7 separate regions of the Mus musculus genome follow, and all the other regions are linked to region 3. A link is a contact called in public HiCAR-type and promoter capture Hi-C data. All regions are on one chromosome and are shown on one strand. Each heading gives the region's core, a stretch centred on a gene start, on an enhancer-like site or on the middle of the called end of the contact. The rest is flanking DNA. Distances are from core to core; before and after follow the strand shown.

Evidence for each region. Promoter capture Hi-C pulls out the DNA fragments that hold promoters and counts their contacts. HiCAR-type assays count read pairs that join an accessible place to other places.
Region 1: a promoter capture Hi-C map of liver shows a contact between it and region 3, with 5 times the contacts expected there. The contact joins the promoter of Sec61a1 here to the promoter of Dusp11 in region 3. A contact is called at or near these places in 2 of 39 promoter capture datasets (liver and pre-B cells) and 1 of 9 other capture datasets (adipose tissue).
Region 2: a promoter capture Hi-C map of pre-B cells shows a contact between it and region 3, with 6 times the contacts expected there. The contact joins the promoter of Dok1 here to the promoter of Dusp11 in region 3.
Region 4: a contact with region 3 is called in a promoter capture Hi-C map of liver, with 5 times the contacts expected there. The contact joins the promoter of Abtb1 here to the promoter of Dusp11 in region 3. A contact is called at or near these places in 1 of 39 promoter capture datasets (liver), 1 of 484 Hi-C or Micro-C datasets (CD4 T cells) and 1 of 9 other capture datasets (liver).
Region 5: a HiCAR-type map of astrocytes shows a contact between it and region 3, with 7 times the contacts expected there. The contact joins the promoter of Mthfd2 here to the promoter of Dusp11 in region 3. A contact is called at or near these places in 1 of 39 promoter capture datasets (pre-B cells) and 1 of 115 datasets of contacts at active chromatin or transcription factors (astrocytes).
Region 6: a contact with region 3 is called in a promoter capture Hi-C map of pre-B cells, with 6 times the contacts expected there. The contact joins the promoter of Wbp1 here to the promoter of Dusp11 in region 3. A contact is called at or near these places in 3 of 39 promoter capture datasets (hippocampal neurons, neutrophils and pre-B cells) and 1 of 9 other capture datasets (adipose tissue).
Region 7: a contact with region 3 is called in a promoter capture Hi-C map of pre-B cells, with 8 times the contacts expected there. The contact joins the promoter of Mcm2 here to the promoter of Dusp11 in region 3. A contact is called at or near these places in 1 of 39 promoter capture datasets (pre-B cells) and 1 of 484 Hi-C or Micro-C datasets (CD8 T cells).

What each region holds. Positions count from the first base shown.
Region 1 is chr6:88,517,260-88,520,670 of GRCm38.p6, reverse strand. It overlaps Sec61a1 (Sec61 alpha 1 subunit (S. cerevisiae)), which reads left to right and starts at 1,871. Exons shown (of 12, transcript NM_016906.4): 1 at 1,871-1,985; 2 at 2,233-2,300. The coding sequence starts at 1,979.
Region 2 is chr6:83,031,926-83,035,604 of GRCm38.p6, reverse strand. Dok1 (docking protein 1) reads left to right here and starts at 2,134. Exons shown (of 5, transcript NM_010070.4): 1 at 2,134-2,234; 2 at 2,539-2,838; 3 at 2,977-3,070; 4 at 3,190-3,374; 5 at 3,545-3,679. The coding sequence starts at 2,175. It overlaps Loxl3 (lysyl oxidase-like 3), which reads right to left and starts at 1,400. Exons shown (of 14, transcript NM_013586.5): 1 at 1,316-1,400; 2 at 1-150. The coding sequence starts at 123.
Region 3 is chr6:85,960,136-85,963,977 of GRCm38.p6, reverse strand. Dusp11 (dual specificity phosphatase 11 (RNA/RNP complex 1-interacting)) reads left to right here and starts at 2,311. Exons shown (of 9, transcript NM_028099.4): 1 at 2,311-2,540. The coding sequence starts at 2,443.
Region 4 is chr6:88,840,617-88,844,088 of GRCm38.p6, reverse strand. It overlaps Abtb1 (ankyrin repeat and BTB (POZ) domain containing 1), which reads left to right and starts at 2,154. Exons shown (of 12, transcript NM_030251.3): 1 at 2,154-2,320; 2 at 3,189-3,251; 3 at 3,324-3,379. The coding sequence starts at 2,265. It overlaps Podxl2 (podocalyxin-like 2), which reads left to right. Exons shown (of 8, transcript NM_001347327.2): 7 at 403-582; 8 at 1,113-1,532. The coding sequence ends at 1,322. It overlaps Gm15612 (predicted gene 15612), which reads right to left and starts at 1,235. Exons shown (of 3, transcript NR_045880.1): 1 at 993-1,235; 2 at 26-608.
Region 5 is chr6:83,316,000-83,319,811 of GRCm38.p6, reverse strand. Mthfd2 (methylenetetrahydrofolate dehydrogenase (NAD+ dependent), methenyltetrahydrofolate cyclohydrolase) reads left to right here and starts at 2,208. Exons shown (of 8, transcript NM_008638.2): 1 at 2,208-2,383. The coding sequence starts at 2,283.
Region 6 is chr6:83,119,379-83,122,936 of GRCm38.p6, reverse strand. Wbp1 (WW domain binding protein 1) reads left to right here and starts at 1,476. Exons shown (of 5, transcript NM_016757.2): 1 at 1,476-1,734; 2 at 2,061-2,165; 3 at 2,650-2,752; 4 at 2,893-3,069; 5 at 3,217-3,558. The coding sequence starts at 1,666. It overlaps Ino80b (INO80 complex subunit B), which reads left to right. Exons shown (of 5, transcript NM_023547.2): 5 at 573-1,172. The coding sequence ends at 1,109.
Region 7 is chr6:88,897,179-88,900,688 of GRCm38.p6, reverse strand. Mcm2 (minichromosome maintenance complex component 2) reads left to right here and starts at 1,909. Exons shown (of 16, transcript NM_008564.2): 1 at 1,909-2,044; 2 at 3,173-3,402. The coding sequence starts at 2,039.

The DNA.
Region 1 (3,411 bases), core at 622-3,121, 2.6 Mb before region 3:
TTACCGATGGGGATTGGGGGGATGGAGGTGTGGGGCCTGGAGAGATGGCTCAGCAGGTAAGAGCGCTGACTGCTCTTCCAAAGGTCCAACAACCACATGGTGGCTCACAACCATCCATAATGAGATCTGATGCCCATACTCATTATATATATTAAGTAAATAAACCTTTAAAAAAGAAAAGAAGAAATTACAGACGGCTGTGAGCTGTGCTGAGTGTGTGTGCTGGGACTTGAACCTGGGTCGTCCTAACTGCTGAGCCACCTCTCTGGCCACCTACTTTCACTTTTCAACAAAACTTTTGTACTCAACTTTTTATAGCCTATGCCAACATAAGATGCTCCAATTTTTATTCCAGAACTTCGTTTTGTAAAATACAGATTTTGTGAGTATCAAACCAAGTGGAGGTCTGGAATCCATTACTATTTTAACTTCTTCATTGTCCTGAAGACTAAGACAATTCATGTTTATTGCATTTTAAAATACCATTGTCAGGGGTTCAGAGAGATGGCTCAGCGGTTAAGATCGCTTGCTTTTCTTCCAGAGGACCTGAGTTCAGTTCTCAATACCCATGACAGGTGGCTCCCTCTTCTACCTTCAAAGGGCACCTGTTATCATACTTACGTGAGCACAGAAACAATAAAAATAAATCTCAAAGAAATACTTAATCAAAACTTCATTTAGATTTTATTGTCTCTTTAGGCATCTGTCTCTAATATTTAATAATTAAATCTTTAAAATGTGTACATGCAAAAACACTGCACCTCTGTTTCAAAAACCTCACATTGTGGCCTGCTGTGGTGGCACATGCACGGCTAGTCCCAGCACTCAGAGCAGTCAGGTGGGATCTCTGTGAATCTGAAGCCAGCCTAGTCTACATAGTGGTATCGAGGGCTACCTAGAGACCTAGCTTAAAGAATCGAAAACAAAAACCTCACATTGTGCTAAGTATATTGACTTAGTGCTTTCCCCTAAACCCATCTATATTTGTGTACGCACATGCAACTTAATGCCAAATTAAATATAAATGTCCTATCAATGACATGGGGCTGGCTGTCTAGAATGTTTCTAAGGACGTGGCCACAGCAAACCTCTCCGTTGAAGTCAGGACTTGGCTGCATGAAACTCAGCACTCAGGGTGCACAGCAAGAAGTCGATTTCAGACAGCACACAGCACTGAGATCAGAGATCCCACTAAAGAGTAAGTTTCATGTTGCCCCACCTTGCCCAGTCCCCTTCGCACACCCTTTCCTCCAGCCCAGATGTATTCTTTTCCCTGAAGATATGGGGCTGCAAGGCTTGGCTCGGTTTCTTCATCTCTCCTAACTCTCCAGTTCCAAAGGCCTTCTTGGAATGCGCTGCGCCAAAGCCCACCCAGAGCCGCCAGACCCGGCCTTTGCCGAACGTCCTCAAATGCATGAGCTCAGACATCCTTGGAGGCAGCCTACAGCACCCAGGAGGGTATTGTAGGGTAGGGTAAGCCATGCAGGGTAGGATTCAGCACACTGCTGCTCTGTCGTGCGTGACGAGCAGCAGCTGAGGCCTACTGGGTCGCGACATGCTATCACTGGTACTGAGGGCCACCGACACGGAAAGCCGAATCGCCTGCTTCGTAGGGCCAACACCACCACGAAGCGTCCACTAGTAACAAGGGCTGATTTGGCCCTCACTTCCGGGAGAGTCTGCGCAGCTGCACACGCCCAGTTCCGGTGTGGCCCGACAGTCGTCTTCCCGACAGCCTCTCTGCTCCTGCTGCATGCCGGGAGTTGTGGTCTTGGCGCAGGCGGCGCGGCGGGCGCGCGTGGCAGGAAGCGGAAGCGGCCGGTGGCCCATCCCCGGCCCCGCCTCGCCGCGCCGCTCGCCGCCGGGCTATCACTGACGTGTCTCTCGGTCGAGGAAGCGCGCTCCGGAGCTAGCAGCGCCTCCTCACTCGAAGTGGAGCGCAGTCGGGGCCGGGCGTGTAGTCGGATCAGCCGCCGCCATGGCGAGTGAGTTTCCTGGGGGCCACCCCGGCGCAGCCAGGATGCGTCGCCTTTCCCCGTTTGGGCGCTCGCCCGCCGTGCTTCCCGATCCTGGCGGAACGCGGCCTGCCTGGGGGACTCGTTCCCGCGCCCCTAGACCGAGCCTTCTGGGTCCCCGCACGCCCACGCCCGGCTCTCATCGTGCCGGGCTCCCTCAGGTGCCCTCAAGTTACTCCGTACCTAACTCCTTCTCTTTCTGTTTCTTCCATCAAAGTCAAATTTCTGGAAGTCATCAAGCCATTCTGTGTCATCTTGCCGGAAATTCAGAAGCCAGAGAGAAAGGTAAGTCCCCAGATGGTGGTCAAAGAAGACTTGCAAAATTGGGCGCTGGGAGTTTACAGTACAATTAAAAATGGCCTCAGCACACCGAGTGAAAACTGCCCCTCTGGAGTGTAGCTGTGTGTGCTGGGATACTCACGGGAGCCGTTGAAAGGTGACCCGGTTGTGTGGGAATTCTCCCAACACCTTGTCTCGTTAGGAGCATCTTTAGTGGATAGTGGTTAACAAAGCCTCAGGTTTGCCTAGTCCGAAAGTGGGTCTGAGCAGTGATTGATTAAGACCTCAGTTAGGATCCCAGATTGAGTTACCCTCCGTTCTTCACCTCCAGCAGGAGCAGATGATGGGGTGTTTGTTTCGTGTGGGAGGTGACTTCGGTATCTGGTTTCCAAAGGAAAAATCGAGTCGTGTAATCGATATGAACGTGTTTGTGGTTTTTATTTGAATGTATGCTGCCCCAGCATCGAGTTTACATGCACTAGTGAAGTCTGCTGCCATTGACAGCAGGTGCTCTAAAACAAGGAAGGAGAGAACTGTAGCACCTTAATGCTTAATGTGAATCTTAATCAGAATTTCTGTGGCAGGCAGCTTCGGCCCAAGAATAAATGTTCCTAGTGTGAGAGTGCCCGGTGAAGGAAAGTCCAGGCCCATGGGCTCAGAAAACAGTAAATCTACTTTGTGTTCCTGGTTTGGTTTTTGGTGTTTTTTTTGGTTTTGGTTTTGGGGTTTTTTTTGTTTTGTTTTGTTTTTTTTGGTATTTTGGGTTTTTTTTTTTTTTTCAGACTGTCATATATTCACATCTGGCATTTGTAGTTGGCATTCACATGGATACTTTGTGCTTCTAATTTAGTTTTTACTTTCCATAGTTCTATGCAAATGCCTTGCAGTACCCTTGCTGCCTTTGCCAGGATGATGTTCAGAACTTTATCTGTTCCACCTCAGTGCAGAGATTCTGGCTCGAGGGCCAAGAAACCCAAGTCCCACGCTTTACATTCTTTCTTCATAGACCTGTGACCTTGGCCTGGCAGAACAAGGGAGATGGGAAATATATAATATAGTGCCTGTGGATGGTAGGTAGGTTGTAAATGTAAAGGTTCCGGTGAGTCAGGTGGGCAGA
Region 2 (3,679 bases), core at 885-3,384, 2.9 Mb after region 3:
CTGGCTTCCTACCTTCTTCTCTGGGCTGATAGAAGGAGACGGAGACCCCACACTGAAGCTGCACAGACAGTGTAGCAGCAGTAGTCCCCATGGGCAGCAATACCACACACTGACAGCTCTCATGGCGGGTGGGGCCCAAGGAGGGGGGCACTAAGGGACAGAGAAGGAGAGACACACACACTGAATGAGGGTAGGAACACAAAGAAAACAGGCACAGCCCTAGAGACCTAGATTGGGGGCGAGGGAGACTCTCCTTTCCCTTTGCAAATAATAAAACTTATAACTTGTGGTTAGTGTCCCACCATAACCTTCCCTGGTTTGGCCATCATTACCACCAACACCATCATCTCTATTTACTTTCATCCATGGGGTGGGTATGGGTTAGAGATGGAGAGTCTACGGATGGGTTGGGTAAACAGAGATATTGGGAAGAGACACAGAGAGGACGACCCAGACAGGATGTGACAGGAAGGGAGACTGTGGGAACGAAGGGGAAAAAACAGAAAGGCACGGGGTGAGAGACACATTGAATATGGATAGATGGTTTTAATCAAACCAAAAAAACCAAAGCACAGAGTAATGGGGAATGACACAGAGAGGCAAAAACCATGAGGAGAGGGAATAAAAGCCAAGGTGCAGGCACAGGAGAAATGACAGCAAGACCCATGCAGTTAGACAGACAGATGGCATCACAGGCAAGGGGAGCCTGGGAGCCCAGCCCTGGAAATCTCAGCACTATGAATGAGAAGACTCTTCAGTTTCCTATGGGGGCAGATGCCCATGCAGGAAGGGCCGAGGCTAACCGGAGTAGGAGAACCTTCTGCCACCCTCCCTAGCACATGGGCTGGCAAATATGCTGCAGGGTCAGGGACTCCAGGAGACCTAGGCTTCAAGCTGGGCAGGGTTTGGTATGGAGTTATCCAAGCTCCCTGGAACACCTCTTTTTCTGTCACTGGGCAACCAGAAGCTAGGGCTAGCTCCCCAGCTCAGGCCTTCTCTATCCGAGGCTGAAAACAGTCCTCCACAGTAAGGGGGGCCCTCCATTGCTTCCCCCAACTCAGACAAGACAGCTTTGTTCTGGGGGCATTTGGCTCCGAAGCCCTGGTGTTCAGCGTAGGGCCTGCAAATTGCACCCTGAAGCCTCCATCCCCAACAGTTTGCTCAGCTTTCCACTCTTCTGTTTCGCTCCTTGACCAATAATAAAACTGTCAGTTGGTTGGCTTTCCCGACTCCATCCCAAATCAGCGTTTCTCCTGGTCCACCATCCTCTCCATCCCCAACTCCTCTTCCCGCTGGCCAGCAGTAACTCCCCTACCTTCGACTAGGCACAACTCCAGAGGCTGGAAGCAGAGTCCTGGTCCTGGAGATTACTTTCAGGACTTCTCAGAAAAAAAGTGTTCGGCCAGGGGAGACTGGACCCCCCCTTCCTCTCCCCTCTTCGTTGGTCCCTCCCACGTCCCCTAGAGCCCTCCCACATTCCGCTTTCTCCCTCCATTCCGGCCAGGCCAGTTCCCTCCTCTAGATCTTCCCCTCCCCTGTGGAGCTGGCTGCAGCCACGCCACCCCCTCCCACTCCTCCCGGCTCAATGAAGCTTTCTTTTCCCGCAGGTTGGAGGCCCGGCAGCCGTATTCAGGGTGCTTGACTTGCAAACGGTTTCGGGACAGCAGGACGGCCCCTGTGGCAACGGGAAGCTTTCCAGCCCGTAGCCGTTCCTCCACATCCCCAACTAGACAGAGTATCAACAACAGTCCAGTCCAATTCCCGGGCTGGGCCATGAGAAAAGGTCCCACAAAGAAAACTATTGTCCCGATGGCTCCCTTGGTCATTATGGCGCCCCCGAGGTGCCTGCAGGTGATGTCACGGCCTTCACTCTGATGTCACGTTAAACATATGTCGTCACTCTCAGCTTCCACCCCCCAGGCACTAGGGCCCCTGGTTGGTGATCACCGCTTCCCTGAGTGGTGCCACTGTGTGCACCACTAAAGATAAAGGCTTTAGTGAGCTCTCCCTGAGTTCTTCCTGATGGCTCGTTTTCCTCCAAGCCCTCCGCTCCCCCATCACCGCCGCAGGGGCCGGGGAGGGGCGGGCACGCCTCCGGCACCCTGCAGCCTCGCCCCGCCCCGCCCCGCCCCCAGCCCTCCGGGCCAGGAAGCGCGGAAGGAATCGCCTGGGCCATGGACGGGGCTGTGATGGAGGGTCCGCTTTTTCTGCAGAGTCAGCGCTTCGGGACCAAGGTAGTTTGTTTGTGGCGTGGGGGATGGCGAAACCCCTCTGGACTAGAAGTGGGTGAAAGAATCCAGAAAGAGGGAAGGGGCCGGAAGAAGGTCGGAACGGCGCGCGGGCAATTGTAGATCCCCAAGACGTTCCCTTAAAAGTCTCGGGCTGTGCCCTCCTTGGTGCGGTCTTGGGATGCCATTATCTTTGGGAAAGTAGCTCAGCCTGGGAAGCCCCAGACTCAGATCGGCCTTCATGGGTCTCTTCTTCCTTGTGGGGCGCGTGCTACCACCGCGCACTCTCGAGTCTTTCGTTCTTTCCCAGAGGTGGAGGAAAACTTGGGCTGTGCTTTACCCAGCCAGTCCTCACGGCGTGGCGCGGCTGGAATTCTTTGATCACAAGGGGTCGAGCTCTAGAGGGGGTCGAGGCGGCTCTCGCCGTCTAGACTGCAAGATGATACGCCTGGCTGAATGTGTGAGCGTGGTGCCGGTGACTGTGGAGAGTCCCCCTGAGCCCGGCGCTGTTGCCTTCCGCCTGGACACCGCACAGCGCTCGCACCTGCTGGCGGCGGACGCCGTATCCAGCACCGCCTGGGTGCAGACTTTATGCAGAACCGCCTTTCCGGTGAGTGACTGGGGGTGGGCATCTCTGGGCTTAAGGGACACTGCGAGGATGGAGCTATTATAGAGGCACTGGACTTCTTGCACCTACCCTAGACCCAAGAGAATTATATATAATTCTTCCATGTTCCCTTTTCTGCAGAAAGGCGGCTGGGCTTTGGCGCAGACGGAGAACCAACCTAAGTTTTCTGCCTTGGAGATGCTGGAGAATTCGCTGTACAGCCCCACCTGGGAAGGTAGATGTCTGGCAGGAATGGAGTGGGTTGAAGAGGTGCCCTTGGGGAGCTAGTGATTGGAGTCAACCGAGTCCCTAACTTGCCCCAGCGCTCCTTCTCCTTCGTATGTGTTCTTCCAGGATCCCAGTTCTGGGTAACCTCGCAGAAGACCGAGGCTTCTGAACGCTGCGGCTTGCAAGGCTCCTACATACTGAGGGTGGAAGCTGAGAAGCTGACTCTCCTGACTTTGGGTGCGCAGAGTCAAATCCTGGAGCCGCTCCTTTTCTGGCCCTACACTCTGTTGCGTCGCTATGGCCGGGACAAGGTGCATGGGGCTGTCTGGGAGGATGACCCGTCAGGGAGGGCTACCAGGTTGAGTAGCTGTAGGTGACAATTCCATTCTCAGGTGGTCTCTTCTGTGCAGATACAGTAACTTGGTCAGGCCTGTGACTCATTTTTTATGACACGCCTAACGTGTTTCCCCCACCCCCTCAGGTAATGTTCTCCTTTGAAGCTGGTCGCCGCTGCCCCTCAGGCCCTGGGACCTTCACCTTCCAGACTTCTCAGGGAAATGACATCTTTCAGGCAGTTGAGGCTGCCATCCAGCAGCAGAAAGCCCAAGGAAAGGTG
Region 3 (3,842 bases), core at 1,062-3,561:
CTCTGCGATGTTTATGTGAAGAGGAGCCCCTCTGCCCTTCTGGTGTGCTACTGTATTATTGTCACGTTAGCTTGCCCCTCTTGTCTTTCCTGCCCTCCTCCACTGACTTATTTGGTGTAAACCCATCAGACAACTCCATAGGAGAATGTGGATAAGCCTTGCAGGCATTAGAATCCAGAGGTAAAAAGTATGTATCTTGCAATTACACTTTGACTTATCAAGCATTATTGTCAGAATACTCACCTTACAATTATTGTAAATATTATGAAAAATAAATATAAGCTACATTTAGAAATTTCAAACTAAAAGTTTAAGCTTATTTTAAAATTTGCTGTCATAAATTTCTATAATCTGGGACTTAGTCCACTTCTCTGCAGATGACCTCCCTGTACTTTGGTCTTCCACTTGTACGATTCAGATGTCCCCGGCAAGCACGGGTCCTGAGATTGTGTAGGAACTTCAGACTTGGGCTCCTCTTTTATTTCAGGGTTATTTTTGGTGCTTGCTAAAATATAAAGCCATGATGTCCACAGCTATTGTGACACCTGGCAAAGCGATATCAGTAAAACTGGCTGTGGATGGAAAGGTGAGCTGACAGCATTTTTGACAAATAGAATGAATTGCTTTTTTAAAAGTGTATTTCATCCCAGTAATTTCTTGTCTAGGTATTCAGATGCAGTATACACCTATAGGAATGTTCACACCACAGTGTTTTCTGTAATAGTAGATCAGAAACACAAACCAAACCAAACAAAAACTCCAATCAGGTTAAGGTGGCCCATACCCTTAATTCTAGAGCTGAAAAAGGAGCAGGCCGATCTCTGTGATTTCAAGGGTAGGTTACTCTACAAAGCAAGTTCCAGATCACAGAGCATTACATAATGAGAACTTACCTTAAAACAAAAAAACTCCAAACAGGTAGAGGAATTTCAATATTGGAATGGTTTAAAAAAAAAAAAAAAGTTGGGGGGGGGGTTGGAGAGAAGGCTCAGCAGTTAAGAGCATCGACTGCTCTTCTGAAGGTTGTGAGTTCAAATCCCAGCAATTTCATTTCTACATGGTGGCTCACAACCATCTGTAATAAGATCGGATACCCTCTTCTGGTGTGTCTGAAGACAGCTACAGTGTACTTACATATAATAAATAAATAAATCTTAAAAAAAAAAGTTGGACCGGGCCATGGTGGTGCATGCCTTTAATCCCAGCACTTGGGAGGCAGAGGCAGGCAGATTTCTGAGTCCGAGGCCAGCCTGGTCTACAGAGTGAGTTCCAGGACATTCAGGGCTACACGGAGAAACCCTGTCTCGAAAAAGAAAAAAAAAAGTTGGTATTTTTAATTATGTTGGTTATAATAAGTGTCCTGTGTCATTCAAAATTAGGAAGAATATGTATGTTTCCCTGCCTGTGACACTATACACACATATATGGATGGAGAAATATGTTAAATATATCAAATAAGGAGAAATATGTTGTATAAAACTTTTGATTTATTTCTTTTTGGCGGAAAAAAAAGATACACCCGTGTGAAAGCAAATATCATGTATATACAAAATGTAAACAATTGACAACGTTCACGAAGAATGCAGGGATCAGAGGGTTGGGGCTGGATTGTCTGTTCCTCATTTGGAGCAGTTCGGGTGGCGCTATGAGACCCCAACTTAGAGCGTTTCTCCCTGGAAGGTAAAGCCCCTGGATGTTCCCCAAGCTTGTTTTCCCTGATCTTTAAAAATACAGCTAGAAAGAAGCTCTTTGTTCTCTATAGCCAGCAAAAAGCCTTTTTGTTTCTATACTGTACAACCAGAGATGCCTGCCTTCCTGTGCCGAGGACACGGAGATAAAAATTCAGAAAGAACTCACTCCCCACTCCTGCCTTGTAAATTTCACCAAGGACGCCCAGAAGAGCTCTTCCCAACTCCTCCCACTTCTCCTCCCAACTCCTCCCAACTCTCCTCCCAACTCCTCCTACCTCCTCAGCTAGCTGTTAAAAGTCCCCTAATGTCACCGCTCGGGGTTGAACTCCTCTGCCCTGCACGACAGAGGGACTTCTCCTCAGCTAGCTGATAATAAAACCTCTTGCAGTTTGCATCAGGTGCATCTTTTCTCTCGAGATGTTGGGGTGTTGGCCAGTTCATCCCAGGACTTGAGCAGAGGCCCAGCATCGGGGGTCTTACAGCGCTAGCAATTATTCACATAGCTACAAAACCGGCCTCCAGCTAAGTGCAGCACAGTCGAAACCGAAGGCAGGCTGACAAACCCTACTTTCAGTGCGACGTGTGTCGTCAGCACGGCGGGGCAAGGCGCATGCGCCCTAGCGAGACGTCGACGCGTCGCGTTCCTTTGCGGGCGCCTCTGGATCCCGCGGCCTCTTCTGGCCTCCCTGAAGTCGCCACTTTGGCCGCTCTGGCACGCCTGGCGTTGGGTGGGCGGCATCTCTGCGCCCACATGAACCAGCATTATGGCCGACATGGTCGTGGACGGGGCCGGGACTTTGCTGCCTGTGCCCCACCCAAGAAGAAGGGCAGAAACCACATCCCCGAAAGGTAAGCGCTTTGGTTCCGGGCTTGGCGTTCCGGCTGCCTCGGTGGCCTCGAGTCTCCGAGTGTTCCCTGGCCTCGCGCCCCGCCGCCTCCCAGGGTCCTCCGCGCCGAACCCCACCACACCTCCCCACCCCGCATTCTGGGGTCTTGGGTCTGTCCCGACAGGACTCTGTGGAGCTCGGGCCTGGGCGGAAGTGCGCGGTGGGGCGCGGCTGCCTGTATTGAGGCGTCCCTTGATCTCCGAAGCCACAGGCTTCTGCTTGTGTAGGCGCTGTGCCAGGATCCGGCCCGAGCTGTCGACACCCTTCACTCGGTACCGGCTCGAGGGGTTCTCTTGCTTTCAGGATTCGGAAAGCGGAGGTGTCCTTTGAGGGAGTTAACCCTGCCTGGGCCAAGGGCTAGTTTTAGGATTTTGCTCACTGGTGCAATGAACCCTTTACTTGCGGCTGTTTGCTTCCCCTCTCCGATTTCATCTCCACAAAAAACGTGGCTAGACCGGCCTCTCCCCTTCCTAGAATTCATCAAATCCTTTTTTTTTTTTTTTAATCTCCACAAATAAACAATACCTAAAACTCAGGATCGACAGAATGCTCTGCCCCGACTTCCCGGACTTCAGTAAGCACTTCTTTTTTATGTCTACAAATGAGCACTATCTAAAATTCAGGATGGACGTGATGGCCTCTCTCCCTTCCCAGAGTGGATATCTTTAGATCCTGTCAGCTAACCTCCAACATCATCCCAGTGTAGAACTTGCCTGACAGCTTGCAGAAGACAGCTGTCTGTCCACTGGACAATCCATTTTTAACATACCTTCTATAGTTAACTATTTAACTATTAATTACTAAGTAAAGTATAAGTAAGTTATAAATAAATTGTTTATTGATATTTTAATGTAGCTTATTTCATTATTAAATTATCTATTGGATATAAAATTGTTAACTAAAAATTAAAAATAATTTTAGCTATTGCTTATTTGTGGAGATAAAGCAAGATAAATATCAAGTAGTAATTGTGAGACAGCTCATAGATGTAAGATAAAGCTTGACTTTAAGAATAAAAACCTTCGGGGCAGTTCCAGGACAGCCAGGGCTACACAGAGAAACCCTGTCTTGAAAAATAAAAACAAAAAAAAAGAATAAGAAGCCAACTTCTTGTCATGGTCTGTCACACTAGGTTCCATTGCTCTGGGGCCCACTATGTCTCCAGTCTGTCACCACTCTGTGCTCACTCTCTACTCCAGGGATGTGAATGAACCGGACTTATTTGTAATTCATGGCCATAGACCAACTCAGCTGTGACTCTCCA
Region 4 (3,472 bases), core at 905-3,404, 2.9 Mb before region 3:
GCATGGATGGCTAGGGTGACATTACCTTATGCCTAAAGATGAAGCTTGCTTCAGGCCTCTGCCTTTGGTGAACTCAAGTCTCCCAGATGCCATGTTGCTTTGTGAAACTGATGGGGACAGGGGTGGGGCCCCATCTATTTGGGCCGTGACTGTCATCACGTCTCAGTGATGTGCAGGGCCAGAATTGGTGCATTCAAAGTTGTGTTGGTGTAGAAACACAGTGAGGAAGTGAAGGAGCCAAGAATGTGGACCCTGGGAGAGGCTTGGAAGTGTTCTTGGATGAACCAGTAGGGACAGAATGGTATGCCCCTCTATGCAGGTCCAGGCCCCAGGGCTGTCAGGGGCTCTAACTCACCCTTGGAATGTTAGCTCTTAGGGCTTTCCTGATACCCCCACTCTTAGATTGGCATCCAGAACTACTCCACCACCAGCAGCTGCCAGGCACGAGCCACCCAGGTGCGCAGTGACTACGGGACGCTCTTTGTAGTGCTGGTGATCATTGGTGTCATCTGCTTCATCATCATTGTGCTTGGCCTACTCTACAATTGTTGGCAGCGCCGGATGCCCAAGCTCAAACACGTGGTGAGTAGGCCAGGGAGGGCTTAGGACTGTAGGGCAGAGTGTGGCTAGTATCACCCAGTGCTACCCAAGAGCCTCACCTAGAAACCTGTACCAACTCAGTTGTGCTCAGTGCCACCATCTACCCTCTCTGAGCCTGGTCTTCGAGGAGATACACAGTGAGGGGGAGTTAAGTCTCACCAAGGGATCCCTCCTCTCCTCCAGCTCTTCCTAACCCCAGTGCCCCATTCTGCAAGGCTTGAGAGCAGCTGCTCCCCTCAGTCCTAGAAGCCAAAGGCTCCTGCAACCTGCACAAGAGAAAGGGGGCAGGCCCTGCACATTCTGCCCTATCTCGTATGCTTTGAGTGGGCTGTCTCATGTATAATGCGCTGTTGGAAGGGATCAAGTGACACCAAGGGGGTCACAGGGTTTACCTGCAGAGGTTTAGGTTTGAGTTGCAGGCACTTGTATCCTGGGCCCCAAGGGAGTAGTACCCTGGGGGCTTGGCGTGGCCAACCACTGTGCGCGCCTAGCGCTCTCTCCTGCTGCTGCAGTCGCACGGTGAGGAGCTGCGCTTCGTGGAGAACGGCTGCCACGACAATCCCACGCTGGACGTGGCCAGCGACAGCCAGTCGGAGATGCAGGAGAAGCAGCCCAGCCTGAACGGTGGGGCCATCAACGGCCCGAGCAGCTGGAGCGCGCTCATGGGCAGCAAACGCGACCCTGAGGACTCGGACGTGTTCGAGGAGGACACTCACCTGTGAGCGCCGGGCCACGGGCGCGAGACTGCCCGACGCCACGGCCCCGCGCCCCTCCCGGTCCTCCACGCGGACCACTATGCTTCCCCACCGCAGCAGGCGACCGCGGCGCAGCTCCCACCCCGCCCTGCCCGGCCCCGAGCGCTTGCCCGAGGCCAGCGCGCTCCCCGCGCCAGGACTCCATTAAAGCCGCTAAGACGCGCGGGCCGCTCCGCCTCCACGCCTGTTTTTTGCCTTCCGAGGGCTGCACTCCGGGGAGTGGGTGGGATGGGCCTGGAGGAGTAGGTGGGGCAAGGGAGGCTGGCTGGGCGTGGCCAAGGACGGGTGGGCTGGGAATTTCATGGAGTTTGTGGGCGTGGTTAGGGATATGTGGGCGGAGGGTAGGGAGTATAAGGTCATCTGGGTGGAACCAGGCCGGGTGGGCTGAGCCTGAAGTAGGCTGGGAAAAGTCCTGGTGGGCGAGGCCTCGGCCTGATGTGCGGGACCTGAACCGAGCTAGACTCAGGACTGACAAGCGTTCCAAGCCTGTGGGAGGTGCTGTTTTCAGAACGGATCCCAAGAAATGTGGGCGGGGCCTGCAGCGAACTGCTCTTCCGGTGAAGCTCTTCTGAGGAGGCGGGGTCTTGGTAGTGAGCTATTCTTCGGGCGAGTGGGCGGAACCTGGGGGAATTGAGTTGTCCTCTAGACGGGTGGGCGGGGTGAAGGCTAGAAGTCCCCAGAGGCTAAGTGGGCGTGGTTAAGGTTACTGGGTGCGGCCTTGGGGAGCGGCCTTCTGGATGCGAGGGCGGGGTTCGGGCCGGACGGTCCTCCGGGCGGCAGGCGCCGCTGCGGAGTCGCAGGCGGGCATAGCTAGGCCGTGCCGCGAGGGGCGGGGCGGTGAGTGTTTACATCCGGCCGGGCACAGACGACTCCCGAGATCACTCGGCCGGGGGTCCAGTCTCTTTCGCCATGGATACCAGCGACTTGTTTGCCAGCTGCAGGAAAGGGGACGTGGGCCGTGTGCGGTGAGAACCTGAAGTGCAGGAGGCGGGCAGGCGTCCGCAGGGCTTATCGGGCACGGGTGTGGGGTTGGGCGCCGTGGGGCTCCCGAAGCTGACCGAGTCAGGGAGATCGGGCTCTAGGTCCCTTACTTAGCTCGGTGCAGGGAAACGACTCCTCTCCGTGGAGGTTCCAAGAGGCGCAGGCGCCGCTGGTGCAGCCAGTTACCAGCCTGGCGCCGAGACCGTGATCTCCGTGGGCAGGCAGGGAAGAGAAGGATCCTGACCCTTTTCTTTGATAGACTCCTTTCTCCCATGGCCCTTCCTTCCAAGTCCCCTGGTCCTCAACAGATGTGACCAAGCTGCAGCTCTCTCCGACACCAGATGCCACCTCAGAGTTAATGATCCGTCCCTCAATTTGAATGCAGCTCTGAGAGTTCAGGTCTTGCCTCAGATAGCCTCCTTGGGCTGCCATGTCCCAGTGATCGCTTTCTGGTTCATGACCTCTTCTCCTCAACATTTTATCAATTGTTTTTTCCACTTCTTCCATAGATCTGTTCTGTTCCCCTCCTTCCCCGCCCCCAGTGCCTGCATCAGCTTTCTTCTGACTTCCCTGCCATTGGCTCCCCAGGCTGAATTAGGGGCCCCATCACCTTCTCTCTCCCAGATATTAAAAGACCAAATTCTCAGCCTTCTGAACCTGGGGCTTGGCCTCTGTCCATGAAGCCATCACCCAACTCACAGTTGCAGACCCTTGCAGACCTGTGTAGTCCCAGGCCTTACCCTTCTCAGAGGCATTCCCTAGCCCAGAGAGATGTGGCCTCCTTCCCCTTCCTGGTTGTCTCTCTCCCAGATGAGAAGCAATTCTGACCCAGGCTTTGAACTTCCTGCCCAGGTACCTGCTGGAGCAGCGAGACGTGGAGGTGAACGTGCGGGATAAGTGGGACAGCACCCCTTTGTGAGTGTGAGCGGTGGGGTAGCTGGGTGGGCAGGGTGGGCCTACCCTACTGACAGCTTCCCCCTTTCCTAGGTACTATGCCTGCCTCTGTGGGCATGAGGAGTTGGTGCGCTACCTGTTGGCTAATGGTGAGAGAGGGTCAGGGTCTGCCTGTAAGCTCTGAGACCTTGCTCCATGTTTGTATGCACCCTTGATTTCTTGTTAACTCCCTAAAGTCAACA
Region 5 (3,812 bases), core at 959-3,458, 2.6 Mb after region 3:
TTTTTGAAGCAAGTCTTTTTATTAAGCACATTAAAAACAACACTAGGAAGCCAGGTGTGGTGGAGCATGCCTGTAATCCCAGATTCAGCAGACTGAGGCTAGAACCTGGTGTGTGTGTACATATGTGTGTATATATGTGTGTGTGTGTATGTATATATGTGTGTGTGTGTATGTATATGTGTGTATATATGTATATGTGTGTGTATATATATGTATATGTGTGTATATATTTATGTATATATATATATATATATATAGAGAGAGAGAGACAGACAGACAGACAGACAGACAGACAGAGACAGAGACAGAGACAAAGATTGACAGAGACAGAGAGATTGAGAACTCAGTGGTAGAGCGCTTGTCTAGAATGACCTGTGAGGAGCTCTGGGTTTTATCCTCAGTACTGCAAGGAAAGAAGAAATGAAGGAAGGAAAGAAGAGAAACCTAGGGACTGGAGAGATGACTCAGTGAGTAATGAAGTTCCAGCCGCACAAGCATGAGGATCTGAGTTCAAATCCCCAACACCCACATAAAAAATATGGTTGTACCTGTGCCTATAGTCCTTAAGCGCTGGAGGCAGAGACAGGAGGGTCACTGGAGGTTGATCTGCCTAGCTTCAGATTCAGTGACATACCCTGTGTCAAGAGAATAAGCAGAGTAGGGTACCTGATGGCCTATTGTGGCCTCCATGTGCTCCTGTGGATGTACCACACTCATACACATACACACGCAAAAAATTAGGTGGTGAGTGATTGAGGAAGGTCAACCCCATGTTGACCTTTTACCTCCATACGTGTGCACATACATATACACATGAATGAATATATATACATAATATATATATATATATATGCATAAATGTACACAAAACCAAATTACCTGACCCTTACCTGACAAGGGAACCTAAGGGAAGACACAGTTGTACTATGGGCGGTTTGGGGATACACAACCCATTGTGGGGGACAAAGAGCAGCTCCCAGCTGTGGCAGCAGGAGACTGAGGCTGCTGGCTCACATCTCTGCACTGGGAAACAGAGAGGGGGGAGCACAGGCAGGCTTCCTCCTTTCCTCCATTTTACTGATCCTCAGTCCCCAGTCCATGGGATGGGTGGACATTTCCTCTTTAGTTGCACCTCTCACAGACACACCCAGAAGTGCTGTCTCCCAGGAGGTGACTCTAAATCCATGGAAGACTAACCACTAGTGGAGTCCTCCTGGTTTAAGAAAGTCACTACATTAAAATTTCAGATTTGTTTAGAATTATCAAGTGAAATATTTTGGTAAATGCCTCATAGCAAGGCCACAAAATGTTTGTCCCATGAATGGTAATGTTAACTTGATTTTTTTTAAGAGTAGAGGGCTAGAGAGAAGACTCAGCAATTAAGAGAACCTGCTGTTCTTTTCAGTATACGTATACACATGAATATATATATATATGTATACACACACACACACACACACACACACACACACACACACAAAGGTACATGTAAAAGCTCCTGGTTAACTTTTTATAAAAGCTTCGTTTTAATTTATATGTACATTGCATGTGTCCATGGTGGGGGGGGGGGGGCTTTGGAGGCCAGAAAGTGTCTGTGTGCATGCGTGTGTGTGTGTGTGTGTGTGTGTGTGTGTGTGTGTGTGTGTGTGTGTATGACGTGTGCCTGGGGGTGCCCTTAGAGGCCAGAAGTGTCTGATCCTCCAGAGCTGGTGTTGTAGGAGGAGCGGGAGTTACAAGAGGTTTTGAGTCACTAGAAGGATCAGAATCGAACTTGGGCAATTTGTAAGAGCGGTAAGTAATCTTAACTGTTGAGTCATCTTACTGGCCTCTATATGGCAAAACTACAAGTAAATATCTTGCTCCTTTTTCAGGTTTCACCCTGCTGTTTTGACATCCTTGGGTGATTCCAGATCAATTTTTAGTATGATTTTGCCAAATGATGATTTCTCCTTTTAAAAAAAAATTTTTTTTTAGTGCCTTTCAGGGGTTCTCAGCACACAGTAGCTGGTTCAGATTTTTGTTTGATGAATGAATGAATGAACCCCAGATTCAGTTGGCCTAGCTGAGGGACCACTGCTGCCTCTCCTCAGTCAGGGGCTTGACTCCTTCAGCCAATCAGGACCTGCTCCTGGACCAGCTTACGTAGAACTGAGATCTCCTATTGGCTCCTACGCCGGCTCAGGGGCCAATGGGCGCGCGGGAGGCGGGGCTTTCGTGGGCCCGGGGTATAGCTTCGTGGCCCGCGCGCGCGCTTCTCTCCGGCGCGGGCACCGGCGCGAGCCATGGCTTCAGTTTCCTTGTTGTCTGCGTTGGCTGTGCGGTTGTTGCGCCCCACGCACGGCTGCCACCCCCGCCTACAGCCCTTCCACCTGGCGGCAGTGCGGTGAGTGTGTCGGGGAGCGAGTCCGTGGGGTTGCGGAGCGCGGCGTGGACAGATATCCTTCCCAAGCATCACCCGGCCTCGGGGCCAGCCCCCAACGGAGAGGTGTGGCGGGGCAACGTGGCACCGGGGTGCACGTGGAGATGCGGACGCTTGGCAGGGGACACTGTTCTGCCACTGCAGAGATGGGTGCGGAGAGGTCTGCCCTTCCCGGACCCTAGCGGCAGCCCGGGTTGCTGCAGTCTGATGAAATCTGTGAGCCGGCTTGCTCCAAGGGTACCAACTTCCCTCCTCCCGGGTGGGTGTGGTTCGCAAGATGCCCCAGCTTGATGGTGGCCCTTCGCAGTCCACTCTGGAGCCCACCAGTTCTAGCCTTGGCAACCTAAAATGATACATGCCCCAGAAGTTGCTGGGGGCTGCTGGGAGTAGGGTGCATTGTTTTAGAGGGAGCTAGGGTGTTGGAGCTTCCGATCTGCACGTGGACCACTGTGGTGGTCACACCATTCTGTGAGTGTTTAATACCACATAAACCGTACGCTTTAAAATTGCCAGAGCCGGGCGCGGTGAGATTGCTTGTGAGGCAGGAGGATTACTGCGGTTCAAAGCCAACTTGGTCTATAGAGTGAGTTAGAGACCAGCCTAATTTTAAAAAAGTCACAATGGTAAAAATCGTATACATATTTTTTCATAATTTTAAAAGTTGAAATATATGAAGGCCTCTCAGCCCCCAAAGTAAGTTGACTGGGAAAAGAAAAAAACCAAACTAATGAGGAAGGCAGAAAAGTTTTATGCACTTCTTTCGGGGGATAATTGATTTATTGGGTCTTTCTTGGCCTCAAACTCCAATTTCTGTGCCTAGGAAGAAGAGTCCTAGAGGGGTTGTGAATACTAGGTGGAAGGCAATAAAAATATTTCTGGAGCCTTGCATGTTGGTGCACTGGATCCTGAGGTTTTGCAGGACTTGAAAGGGTTTTCCAAGATCAGATCCTGACCTCCCACATTGAATTCCACCTTTTATTTCCCTGTTCTTCCTTTCCTCTTCCTGAGTTCTGGCTCCATATGTCTGTGGACCACACGTGTCAGAGACTTTGCTAACTGAAAAGATCCTGTAATTCATTACCCAAAAAAACTGGACCACTTTGCTCCTTCTCCGGGTTTACTCTTGCATGCTTTTCTGAGAAGTGTGGGCTTCGTATCTCTGAAGTCGATCTGTGTTCGCCGTCCTGCACATTTGATAATTGCAGTGCCTGCCTTGCCGACCCAGGGTTTCAGGAACATAAACTCCGGGGCTGGAGGGAAGAGTACTGTTGCCTGGGAGACGGTGGGCGGGAGAGTAAATGGACTTGGTGGCAGCTGTTTACACTTACAGCTTGTTTCTTACTATCATCCATCTTTGCTGCATTCAGCAGGGTTTTTATGGTAAGCCGAAGAA
Region 6 (3,558 bases), core at 227-2,726, 2.8 Mb after region 3:
ATAGCCTGACACAATCAATCAATAAACTGGGAGAGGGGTATGGGGTGTGGAAACTGGGAGAGCTGGTGATGGCCCGAGTCCAGAAGAAAGTAGTAAAAGGAATAGAGAAACCTGCACTGAAGCCTGGATGTATGACGGAAGTAGCTACTTAGTGGGAGAAAAAAGGAATCCAGGGTAATTCTTTTTGGTTTGAGCCAAATCCAAGTTGATGTTTTTTCCTGAGATACTATTTAAAATAACAGCAACAACAAAAACCTACACAAGGGGCAGGCAGGGTACCATACTTTTGTTTCCTCCTTTGGACCTGAGTGAGAGGCAGGAACCCTGGGAAGAGAAGTGTGGTATTAAGGGTCCCTAAAGATGGGGACAGTGGCACAAGCATTTGATCCCAGCACCTAGGGAACAGAGGCAAGAGTGTGAGCTCCAGGCTGGCCTGGTCTACATAGTGACTTACAGGGCAGCCAAAGTTATATAGTGAGACCGCCTCGAAACAAAAACAAACGAAAATAGGGGTGGGTGACCCCAAAAACCTCGCCATTTGGTTCTCAGACATCCTCTGTCTCTTTCCCCAGCGAGCCCTCCTCCAGAAGGCGCGGAGCCAGCCGTCCCCGACTCTGCCTCTGCCAGTGGGTGGGGGCTGCCCTGCCCCTGCCCTCACCGAAGAGATGCTGCTGAAGCGTGAGGAGCGTGCACGGAAGCGGCGGCTGCAGGCGGCGAGGAGGGCCGAGGAGCACAAAAATCAGACAATTGAGCGCCTCACCAAGACGGCCGCTCCTAGCGGGCGTGGAGGGCGCGGGGCGGCGCGGGGCGAGCGGCGCGGAGGACGGGCTGCTGCCCCGGCCCCTGCACCCATGGTGCGCTACTGCAGCGGGGCACAGGGCTCCACCTTGTCTTTTCCTCCCGGCGTTCCCACACCCACGGCGGTGGCACAGCGGCCTGCCCCATCGGGCCCCGCTCCACGATGCTCTGTCCCCGGCTGCCCCCACCCGCGTCGTTATGCCTGCTCCCGCACCGGCCAGGCCCTTTGCAGCCTACAGTGCTACCGCATCAACCTGCAGCTACGGCTGGGAGGGCCCGAGGGCCCGGGGTCCCCACTCCTGGCCACCTAAGACCTCTCCCACGCCACATTCCTGCTGTCTCCCCCACCCTATTAAATTTCGTACAGTGCCTCAGCTTGTATCGAATTGCTGGAGTGGGAAGCCGGCGGAGTCTGAACCTGAGTGTGTAAAGTCATTCAGCCAATCGGCGAAAATTTTTGTGCTGAACGGCCGTTCATTGGCCGATAAGTCAAAGCTTGTTCTGTTGTCCGTACTGGCTATTGTTGCTGTCAGTCAGGCATTTGGTCGAGCCTTTCCCCTGTCTTTGTCTGTGTGAGTTCTTGTTGTCTGGGAGAGCGGCACAGGCGCCGCTGCGGATTGGGCAAAAGGAGAAACCTGTGACCGGTTCCTATTGGCTGATCTGTTAGTTAGCGATTCTGATTGGCTGGACTGAGCAACTGTGTCCTCTGGAGGTGCTCTCCCCGGCCGGGAGCTCCGGCCGCGGAGTGATGGTGGCACCGGTGGCGATGGGCCGGGCAGGGACCATGGAAGTGGCGGCAGAGGTGGCAGGGGCGGGGCAGCTGGCGGTGGAGGAGGCTGTGGTCTTCAGGGGTCTGTAGGTGGAGGCATGGCTCGGGCCAGCAGCAGGAACAGCAGCGAAGAGGCCTGGGGGTCACTTCAGGCGCCGCAACAGCAGGTATCCCAGCAGCTCTAAAAGCTTATCTCACTACAGCCATTTATTTCTCTTTCCCCTTTCCTGTCACTTCCTGTCCGGGGTGGGGGAGGAGCTCATGGAGCCAAAGGTACTCTGAAGTTCCTGAACATGACCATTCTACTCTTTGTCTAGACTTATTACGTAGATGCAGTTGACTTTACCTGCACCCTCTTAGACCCCATCTCATGGTTGCAATGCAAGCCTGCAGTGGCTCTCCAGTTACCAGAGGCGTAGTGAAACCCCCAGGGAGGTTCCCTCTGTCTTGCAGCAGTTATTTGTGATGTTTTTCTCTGTGCCTATTGTCACAGCAGAGTCCGGCAGCATCTTCTCTTGAGGGAGCAATTTGGAGACGAGCTGGAACCCAGACTCGCGCCCTGGATACCATCCTTTATCATCCACAGCAATCCCATCTGGTTGGGAGCACTGCTCTGGGTCTCACACTGTGCCTCCTCTACCCCAGGGAGCTTGAGACCCAGGGGTGGAAAAAAAAAACCATCTTGGGGGTGTGGGAGGCAGACCTTTGGGGTGGGAGATGTTGAAAGCTTTTTAGCTTTGGAAATGGCCTTAAATTCCTACCCATTGTCACACTATGTTTTGTTTCTTTTAAAACATTAGCCTACAAAAAACCACCCTTGGGGCCAGGCTTCTGTGAGAAAAGTATTGGGTTTAAAGAACTGATATCACTTTCTCTGTATTTACACTTTACTTTCTCACTAGTTTCTGGCATTTTAAATCTTCCATACTGATAGCCCTACATATAGACCCTCCTTTTAGCATCCCATGCCATCCTTCCAAGCTAGGTCGGCTCGTGGGTGGGACTGTATGTGCGTGCAGGAGGTGGGGGTGGACAGGGCCTTGGGTAGAAGCCCCTGGTTCTTAGTGCCTCCTTGCCTCCAGCTTCGAGAGCTGTGCCCAGGAGTGAATACCCAGCCCTACCTCTGTGAGACTGGTCATTGCTGTGGGGAGACTGGCTGCTGCACCTACTACTATGAACTCTGGTGTGAGTCTTCAAAGGGATCCATCTCAGGTTCCATGCCCATCCTCCCTTGGATTTCTGAACTCAGCTACCAAAGACCCTTCTCTGCTTAGGGCTGGAGTCTGGGGTGGTGGTCTGAGTTGTGCCCTCTTTGCCTCCTGCAGGGTTCTGGCTGCTTTGGACTGTCCTCATCCTCTTTAGCTGCTGTTGTGCCTTCCGCCACCGAAGGGCTAAACTCAGGCTGCAACAGCAACAGCGGCAGCGTGAAATCAACTTGTTGGCTTACCATGGGGCATGCCACGGGGCTGGCCCTGTTCCAACCGGTTCACTGCTTGACCTTCGTGAGTGACCTGAAGCTCTTGGATGCAGAACCAGTAGCCCCTTCCAAGCCAGGACCCTCAACCACCCCACACTTCCACTGGCAGACATTTCAGAGCACTCTTGTAGCTCAGGTCCTTCAGTCATCCATGCTGTTCTCTCTCCTGCAGGCCTCCTCAGCGCCTTCAAACCCCCAGCCTACGAGGATGTGGTTCACCACCCAGGCACACCGCCACCTCCTTACACTGTGGGCCCAGGCTACCCTTGGACTACTTCCAGTGAATGCACCCGCTGCTCTTCCGAATCCAGCTGCTCTGCCCACTTGGAGGGGACAAATGTAGAAGGTGTTTCCTCCCAGCAGAGTGCTCTCCCTCACCAGGAGGGTGAGCCCAGGGCAGGATTGAGCCCAGTTCACATACCCCCTTCCTGCCGCTATCGTCGCCTAACTGGTGACTCGGGTATTGAGCTCTGCCCTTGTCCTGACTCCAGTGAAGGTGAGCCACTCAAGGAAG
Region 7 (3,510 bases), core at 660-3,159, 2.9 Mb before region 3:
GCTAGCCAGGGCTATGTCTCAGAAGAACAGTAACAGTATGTCACTCTGCACTTGACCCTCTGGAATTCGGGGCTCCATGTGTGATGTCTGGGAGATTTTTACGGCATTTGCTGAGTGATGGAGGTCATCGAATGCCTCTTTCCCTCTGGCAGCAGAGGCAGTTGCTCCTCCATCACTGTGGCCTCTGCATACAGGACAGTGTGGCATCCAGGAAGTCACATGAATGGGGATCGGTCAGGTAGTGTTCCTGGCTTGCACCAGTGCAGGGTATGGACAGCTGTGCCCATCTTGGGAACCTAAAGCATGTTTGGGACACTGGGACCCTCCCTATGTCAATCTCACTCGCTGTTCTGATCTTTCAAAATTACAAACCACACCTCTTTCTATCCCATTACAGTAAAGGGATTACCCACCTGCAGGGTCCTTCCAGGCCTGTGGTGACTCTACCCCTCTCCGTTGTCACCAGGTCTAGCAAGGCCCAGGCTACTTGGACTCTTCACAGAATGTGGCTCTGGTTTATCTTGTCCATGACACCCTGCTAGTAAGGATGGGTAAGCATGGAATGGCAGACCAGTAATGAGAGATTCTATAAAGGAGGAAGATAAGTTGTTTTTTGTTTTTTTTTTTTTTAAGAATTGGGTGCTTGTCATATCATTGGAACTTGTAGGGGCCTAGGGGCTTATGGTGGACACAGTCAGCTTTTCAAAGAACATATCCTATTATGGTGGCATAATATGCTTTCTATTTTTTATTTATTTATTTTTGAGTCTCTGGCATATAGATGCAGTACCTTCCTGCATCGATAGCAGCTCTGGGTACCACAGTGGCATCCAGCAGACAAGAGGGTGTGGATTCCTGTCTCAGAGGTCATACTAGCCCATCTCCCTAAGATACCCTTTAGCACCTTGGGGTATCTCTTGTACTATAAAGCCTGCAGATCCCCCTTTCTGAGCGTCCTTCCTGATTTCCTCTCTGCCCTACACTAGGTTCTGTGTGGGATTATTGATGCTGTGCATACAGCAGAAGTCACATCCTGCCCAGTAGCTGAGAACCAGATGCCTAAGACTGTAGGAACAGTAGCAGGCCTCTCACTGGAAGCACTCAGCCTGTCTCTGCCCACCTCGTCAGGTGGTAGCTACTGATTCATCCTACACCTCGATTTAACAGATCCCTCAGGTGACCTCATGTCAGGACAGAGCTCCAACTCCTAGACAGACTGCTAATCTGCAGTCTGAACTCTCCCACCTTTCCTGGGCATTACAAGCTTTGAACCAAGGGAGTGGTAATCCCTATATACTCCCAGCCTTCGCTGTACTGCATCACGCACCAGGCCCTTTTCACCTGGAACATCCTCCCCATACCTTTGCCAACTGCAGCCAAGTACAATTGATTCCCACTTTGATAAAAGCCCACAGCAGCCTGGGTGCTTGAAGGATTGAACCTCAGTGCTTTGGGAGAGGTTGATGCCAAATCAGGAAGAAATCAGAAAACAAGCTGGGCAGTGGTGGCCCACGCCCTTAATCCCAGCACTTGGGAGGCTGAGGCAGGCAGATTTCTGAGTTCGAGGCCAGCCTGGTCTACAGAGTGAGTTCCAGGACAGCTAGGGCTACACAGAGAAACCCCAGCCTCGAAAAACCAAAAAAAAAAAAAAAAAAGAAATCAGGAAACAGTCTCAGTTGCAACAAGTGGCCATACCGACACTTAGATACCTAGGTCACACTCTAGAAGGCCGGATTGGTCCTCAGAGCCACTAGTGACCCAAAGTCCCGCTTCCTTGCCTTAGCGTGGTAAACGCTGAAGGGTTAAGCCTAGGTGTGCAGGAGGCGAGGGCTCAGCCTTTTGAAAGCTGTGGGCGGGGAGCGGGGCGGGGCTTTCTGGTGTGGGCGTGCCCAAACATTCTAGCCCTCCTTCCGCTCTAGATTGACGAGGACGTAGTGACGTCTGAGTCCTCCCGGCGCTTCCCGGGCATGGGCGGGTCACGTGGTCTAGTTTTCGCGCGAAAACCGGTGGCAGCTGGTGCGGTGGAGCTAGCGCAGACATGGCGGTGAGGAATGGGCTGATCCCGGGCGGGCGGTATTCAGCGATCTCGGCTAGCTTGGCCGGTATCTTCCTCTAGTGGCAGGCTTGAGTGCGGGGCTACCTGCACCAGTCTGGGACGGGTCGTCTCTGCTCTCCTCATGTGTCTCTAGGCCCCGGGTTTACACGCACTTATGGTGGTGAGGCTGCAGGAAATGGAACCCAGAGCCCCGCGCATGTAGGGAAAGCCGGCTACCACGTAGCTGCGTGCATCCCTTCTCTCTTGAGAGTCTCATAGCTGGGCCGGGGAGGCGTATGCCTTTAATCCCAGCACTAGGGGGTTACAGGCAAGCGGGTCTTTGAGTTTTACAGAGTGAGTTCCAGGGCAGCCAAACTGCACAGAGAAACCCTTCCTCAAAAAGAAAGAAAGTAGAAAGGGTCCCACTAAGTAACCCAGGCTGGGGTTGAACTCGCTCTGTAGTGCGGGTTAGCCTTGAACTTGGCGATCATCAGGCTTCAGCCTCTAGGTATTTTGGATTTCATGCCTGTGACATCAGGCCCGGCTTTCCTACTCTGTTTTGTTTTTTTTTTTTTTTTTTTTTTTGGTTTTTTGGTTTTTTGGTTTTTTGGTTTTTTTTTTTTTTTTGGTTTTTTCGAGACAGGGTTTCTCTGTATAGCCCTGGCTATCCTGGAACTCACTTTGTAGACCAGGCTGGCCTCGAACTCGGAAATCTACCTGCCTCTGCCTCCCAAGTGCTGGGATTAAAGGCGTGCACCACCACTGCCTGGCTCGGCTTCCCTACTCTTACTGTTAGCGTTTTCATTAAAGGTTAAAGATCTGTTCTTTCCACCATTCACTTCTAGAATAGTGTTCCTTGATGCCTCTTTTATCTTCACCTCTTGTTTCAGCACCCAGCATATTGTGGGGTTTGGGCTAAGTGGGGTGTGAAAATAGATTATAAACAGGTTTTTAAAAAAAACTACATAGCCCCCGAGGTTTTTCATAAGACAGACATGGACAGATCTGAGGGACTAATATGTCCCTGAGAACAATGCCTAGTGTACAGGAGACAGACTGTGGGAAGGCCCCATGGTAACCAGGAGGCTGTCAGCCTGTGTCCCTCCAGTGTCTGATGGCAGACTTTTTCTCCTACAGGAGTCTTCTGAGTCTCTCTCAGCATCTAGCCCTGCCCGTCAGCGGCGCCGGATCAGTGATCCCCTCACCTCCAGCCCAGGCCGCAGCTCCAGACGTGCTGACGCCCTGACCTCCAGCCCTGGCAGAGACCTCCCCCCATTTGAAGATGAGTCTGAGGGGCTGCTGGGCACAGAGGGGCCCATGGAGGAAGAAGAGGATGGAGAGGAACTCATTGGTGATGGCATGGAGAGGTAGGCTGTGGTTAGGTGGCTTAGCAGAAGGACCCCCCCCCCCCCCCCCCCCCGTGTCTGGTGGCCTGGCCTTGGGGACCCATGAGTGTATGAGCCAACCTGGTGACT